Linked DNA regions of Mus musculus: region 1 is linked to region 2. The links are chromatin contacts, called in public Hi-C maps. All regions are on one chromosome and are shown on one strand. Each heading gives the region's core, a stretch centred on a gene start, on an enhancer-like site or on the middle of the called end of the contact. The rest is flanking DNA. Distances are from core to core; before and after follow the strand shown. Region 1 overlaps Ntrk3 (neurotrophic tyrosine kinase, receptor, type 3). Region 2 overlaps Ntrk3 (neurotrophic tyrosine kinase, receptor, type 3).

Region 1 (2,726 bases), core at 15-2,514, 170 kb after region 2:
ATAACTAACATGTTCTTTGGGTCTTTTCATTTAGACCATTTTCATGCTTTACCCCATCTTGAAGAAACTTCTACAAGGGCTGGGGAGATGTTAAATAAAATGCTTGTTGTGCATGCATGAGGCCTAGGTTTGGCTTTCCAACACATACATAAAAAGCCCCCTGTGTGCCTGTCTGATGGCAGCACTGACAGATGAAAGTAGGAGGGTCCTGGGGGCGTTCTGGACATCTGGTGTAGCCAATCAGTGAACTCCAGGTTCAGTGAGTGGTTCTGTCTCAAAATGGAGAGGTGGCGAATGATACGCAAAGACACCTAAGGTCAATTCCTAGGCTACGCTTGCACACTCACAGATACACACACACACACACTCACATAAACACAAATGCACACACAGACATACACAGACACACACAGACAAACACACATAACAAGCCTACACATACCTCTACAAAAGTAATCCTTCATTCAAAGGATAAATGTGTGCTGGTCTCAGCGGGGCAATTCATTTCTAAGTGCCTCCTCTCCACCCTTAGCCCCAAAGGTACACTTCCATTTCCATCCGTACATGGAATGAGACCGTGACCACCAAGATAGGACACACACGAGACGTAAAAGAAACCTGGAAGAGCCTCGTGCTTTTTCCATGTGTCAGCATGAAGCAAAACATGCCAACCTTTGGATTAAGAAAGTGAGTTTTTAAAACCTCAACCTTTTCCCACTGATAAAATTCAAAAACTGACATGTCCCCGGTGTGCAAGAGTTCCGCATCAACAAATCTGGGAGCAGGAACTCATAAACGGGGAAGAAGGGAAACCACAACAAACACAATTAAAAATCCAGCCATGCTTAGATAGGGATTCCATTTACTGTCTCATAAAAAGAGCCTGGTCCTCAGAGGCAAACAAAAGAAAATCAATTTCTTAATTTTTATTGGCAGATGTGGGACAGAAGCCAAGTGAAGAGAGGCTGTGACCGAGAGAGTTCCTGGGGACAAGTCACTGCCTTCGATTCCTGCCCAGATCCAATGGGCCCTCCCCTCTGCTTCCTCCTGGATAGATTTTGCCCAGAGTGACCTCTAGGGCACAGGAGGCTCTGCAGGCTGCCCAACAAGGCATGCCCTCCTCACTACTCGGCTCCTCTCCCAGAAGCATTTCCCAAAAGGCAAGCTTTATTCTCTGGCTCCAATTCCCTCCTAGCCCTTACAGGAACCAAAGGCGGTGTTCATGCTTCAGAGCATTCAGAGCCTGGAGAGATCTTAGTGATTGAAAATGATGCCTATGATCAGCCAGCCTGCGAACATGCTTAAGGAGAGGAAAAGCAGACCCAGTATTCTGAAGACTCGCTTCCCTTATCTCACTCAGTCATCGAAACCAGCCCTGGGGGTTGATCCTCTTATCCACTGTGATGCAGCTGAGGAAATTGAAGCTCAAGGTTTTATAATTTGCCCAAGGTCACCCAGTTAATAAACAGTAAATACAGCCTTATCTATCTGGTTTCCAAGTCTGAGTTTATCCCGCTGTCCTAGGCTGGCTCAGGTCCCAGCATCTGCTTATGAGGATGGGGCAATTATAGTGGGTCAATCACTGTACCTTTCCCAGATACACTGTGTGTGTGTGCAATGTGTGCAGTGTGTGTATGCAATGTGTGTTCTGTGTATGTGCAATGTATATGTGTGCAGTGTATGTGTGTGCAGTTTGTGTGTGCAATGTGTGTTCTGTGTATGTGCAGTGTATGTGTGTGCAGTGTATGTGTATGCAGTGCATGTGTGTGCAGTGTGTGTGTGTATGTGTGTGCAGTATGTGTGCAGTGTGTGTATGTGTGTGCAGTGTGTGTGCAGTTTGTGTGTGTGCAATGTGTGTTCTATGTATGTGCAGTGTATGTGTGTACAGTGTATGTGTGTGTGTGTTATGTTGGAGATGAGAAGTAGCCCATTGCCTTGTGCATGCTAGATGAGTACTCTACCACTGAAATATGTCTGAACCTTTCAGTTCTAGTCTTAACATCCAGTCAGACCCACAGGGAACTGGCCTTGTACAAGAAAGAAAATCTCAACATTTTCCTAGGAAACTTTAGAGCTAGAAAATTGTAACACCAAGTTGTAGTGATTAGAAGCAACAGAAAATTCAAGGGCAAAGGGATGGCCAGAAGCGTGGGGTCCAGAGAGTGGAAAAATGCTTTCAACCTAGAGGAAAGGCAGTCAGCCTCCTCCAAAGACTGTGTGCAGATGTTGCATCAACAGGAAGAAAATAATTACTTTCCAATTGCATATCTAAGATGATTAGAATCCAAAATGCTAGTGTTCTTTGTCCAAGGCTCCCCAAAAGAGTTCTTAGCTCAAGTCTGGACATGTCTTAATTCAGCTTCAGCCATTGTTGTATCATTACTACACACAATTCAACAAGAAGGCTAGGGAGATGGCTCAGCCATTAAAGCACTTGTTCTGCAAGGAATACAGTTTGGGTCCCTATGACCCTCATAAATGCTGGATAGGTATGGCAGCCAGCTTTTAATTCCAGCACTCAGAGGTGGAGACAGGGGTTCCCGGGACAAGTTGATTAGCTGGACTAGCTATATAGGCAAGCTCTGGATACAATTGGGAGACCCTGTAATTAAGTATAAAGCAATCAAGGAAGGCTCTCAACGTCAGCTTTGGGCCTTTACATGCACTCTAATATATATGCAAACGAGGGTGCACACCACACACATAGATACATGCAAAAAGAGAGT
Region 2 (2,914 bases), core at 325-2,824:
TCTCTCCACCTTCCAAGGTTCACATATAAAGTCCACTCTACACAGAGAGGATGCCAGGAGAGTAAGAAGGTTGGGCCCATTCTGCACTCCTCCTATCTCCACTGCCCTCTCTCTCCTTCTATTACTCAGGCAGCTAATAATGGAGGACACAGAGAGAAGGTAACCCTGATGCCAATGCGGATGTTCATGGAACTAACAAAGGACACCTGAGCAAGTTCAGTCTTGTCTTTTCTCCTAACTGTCCCACTAGGGCTATAAATGCCTTCAGTTATCCACTTCTTTCGAAACCAGAAAGCCTTAAGAGACTGTTTTGGGAAAGGTTAGATCTTGGAACATCACTTTTAACTGGACAACAGATTCCCCACAGGCCCCTCTAGGCCCCTGCCTGAATGCTTCCCCTCTAGTTATCCAGCTTTTCAGATTAAAACCTGAATGGAAACTTCCACCCAGCAGACACCTCTCTAGTAGAGGCTGAAAGCCTCAGGTGGTGGACCAATTCAAGAAGTAATAAGAGGAGTAATTACCATAGGATAGCAAAGGGTGCTTTTGAAGAAGGGACCAATCCAAAGAGCTTTCCCCTACTCAGGGGCCAGATATCTAGTACAGTAAGAAGTTCCACTCTGAAATCCCAGTTAGCCCAGCACCCTCCCCAGTCCAGCTGAGCAGCCTGCTGATCCCTGAATCCCAACCATGGCTACAATCGGAGCACAGCTCTTTTCTATTGAATAAAAACATGTGTTGGTCTTTAAAAAAATAAAGTAAATCCACAACCACATAATCCAGTTCTAAACAGGCCACAGAGTTGCTCAAACTTCAGCTGCCTTCACTGGTCAGGGTGTCCAGGCTGTAGACTTCCTGCAGCTGGCAAGGAGAGGGGTTAGTCAGCAGCTCCTGGGAGCTTCTGATAGAAAACAGTCAGTCTGTTAGGTAGCTCTGTGCTTGGGATGAGGTGGAGAGACAGGTACCCTAGGGAGAGCACAACCCTCTTTCCCCAGCAAGACCTGTCTGTGCAGCCAAGCTCTTGGCTCCCTGGAGCGGTTCATTGTTGTGTGTGAGAGCTTCACTTTTGCAGTCCTCCAGTGCACAGTGGGGAAGGCAGTGATTCCCCTGGCGCTGGGACCCAGGGGACTGGTCCCAGTCGAGACGCTTCATTCTCTCTCATTCCGGGTCAGAGCTTGGTCCTCATTAAGATGCCAAGCCTGCGGCACAGGCCACTCGTTGGACATCTTCCAGAGAAGCCGCAGCCCCTCCCCCGACACCCAGCCCACAAAGCGATTTCTCAGTCTCTGCCTTTTCACAACAGCTCAAAGGCAGATGCATCAATCCTTCCAAGGGCTGAAAACGTGAGGAGAATGGCAAGGGCTCAGCACAGGTGCCAAGTAGATTCTTCTCTGCTGGCTTTTGCCAGTGCCAGTGCCTGGCTCCTTGAAATGCACGTGCCTTGGGTTCTCACCTGGATTTCTTCCCTGTCAGTGCGGTTTACCCAGGATTTGATAGAACCTCAGTATAGGGGCGAAGCAAGATAAGAAATACAACCCAAGGGAGATGCCTAATTAGGACCTGGGAGGAACTAAGTCTCTTGCTATCAGAGCCCTGAAGCCTGCTGTGTCCACATTAGCGGATGGCAGCAGAGAAGGTGGATACTAAACCTCCAAGCTCCCCAAGGGCCTGAAAACGAAAGGACAGGCCAAGAGTCCTCCCAGAGATGGGAAGATGAGCGGCAGTGCCTTGGTAGGATTAGACTTCGGCTGTACTTACTTTCTAGGTTCTTTAATCCACCAAGTCCAGTTCTTCAAGTTCAGAGGATGAAACTCTTCAAACCTAGTAAGGATCGTGAGCGAGATTTACATCTGGAAAGGTGGGGTTTGCTCTCCCCGGAGTCCTCTGCCCTTTCTTGTTCGGTGGTTACTCGACCATGGATGGCTTTGTGTGGTCTGGTGTTGGTATTTGTTCAGTATTTACCCGTAGGTGTCATCATTGATTTCCAAAAAGCATCAGGACTATATACTTTATAGAATGGACAAATTAGAAAATTGTCCCAAAGAGGCGGAAAGGGGGAAGAGTAGAGGCAAAGGTAAAGGCAAACCAGAGATGATTCCGAAGGGCTTGGACTTCAGAATTGTTTCATTGCCAGACACCTTCAATGGGTCACGCTTGCGCACTGAAGATCGTGCGCCACCCCGCCTCTTCCCAGCCTCTCTCTCTGCTGGGTCAAGACTAAGATCTCCGAAAAGCCAGACCTGAAAAAAGCACGGGCCACAGCTTAAGTCAAGGGAATTTCATTTGTGTTAATAATAATACTTAATTTTTTCTCAGTTATTAATGTCTTACTGTTTTCTGTATCAGCAGCTTCTCTGTGTATTAGAGAAGGTAATTCTCTGTAGATATAGATAGATAGATAGTTATATATATATATAAATATATATGTCAAACTGCCTTACAGGGTTTCTTTCTTTTGTTTTTTCTTTTTGTTTGTTTGGTTTTTTTTGTTTTCTTTTGTTTTGTTTTGTTTAAATTCAGTGTTGTATGTGTAGCAGGCACTTGAGTTTATATGAAGATGTTCGTTTCCGTCAAAAATGGAAGAAAGGAGTTGAGATGAGGAAAAAGAGGAAAGGAAGCAGGGAGAGAGGAGGCAACAGAGTATAAATGCTTGGCCACCAGTCACCACTAGCCAAGAATGTCCAGGTAGATCGGGGTGGCCTTCCCCAAAGCATGGAGGATTTTGTAGATCTCCTTAATATTCAGCCGCTGCTGTGGTTCCCTCTGCCAGCACCCCAGCATGACATCATACACTTCTTTAGGGCAGACTCTGGGTCTCTCCAAGACACGGCCTTGGGTGATGCATTCAATGACCTGAAAGAGCAAGAATGAAAGACGTTATATCCAGAAGTTTATTCAAAGCCCATCCTTGGTC

Evidence for each region. Hi-C and Micro-C count contacts between places; a contact is called where the count stands out from the background.
Region 1: a contact with region 2 is called in a Hi-C map of the N1E-115 cell line, with 1.6 times the contacts expected there. The contact joins two enhancer-like sites. A contact is called at or near these places in 1 of 484 Hi-C or Micro-C datasets (the N1E-115 cell line) and 1 of 9 other capture datasets (liver).

The regions. Positions count from the first base shown.
Region 1 is chr7:78,360,372-78,363,097 of GRCm38.p6, forward strand. All of the region lies in intron 11 of Ntrk3 (neurotrophic tyrosine kinase, receptor, type 3), which reads right to left. Among named protein-coding and RNA genes, the nearest start is that of Gm39038, 210 kb to the right of the region's middle. Within about 2 kb of position 1,265, at least 14 of the 459 cell types and tissues checked have an H3K27ac peak or open chromatin away from gene starts, as enhancers often do. A contact at or near this core is called in the N1E-115 cell line, where this site is marked.
Region 2 is chr7:78,189,892-78,192,805 of GRCm38.p6, forward strand. Ntrk3 (neurotrophic tyrosine kinase, receptor, type 3) reads right to left here. Exons shown (of 17, transcript NM_008746.5): 17 at 2,223-2,853. The coding sequence ends at 2,668. Among named protein-coding and RNA genes, the nearest start is that of Gm39038, 380 kb to the right of the region's middle. Within about 2 kb of position 1,575, at least 51 of the 459 cell types and tissues checked have an H3K27ac peak or open chromatin away from gene starts, as enhancers often do. A contact at or near this core is called in the N1E-115 cell line, where this site is marked.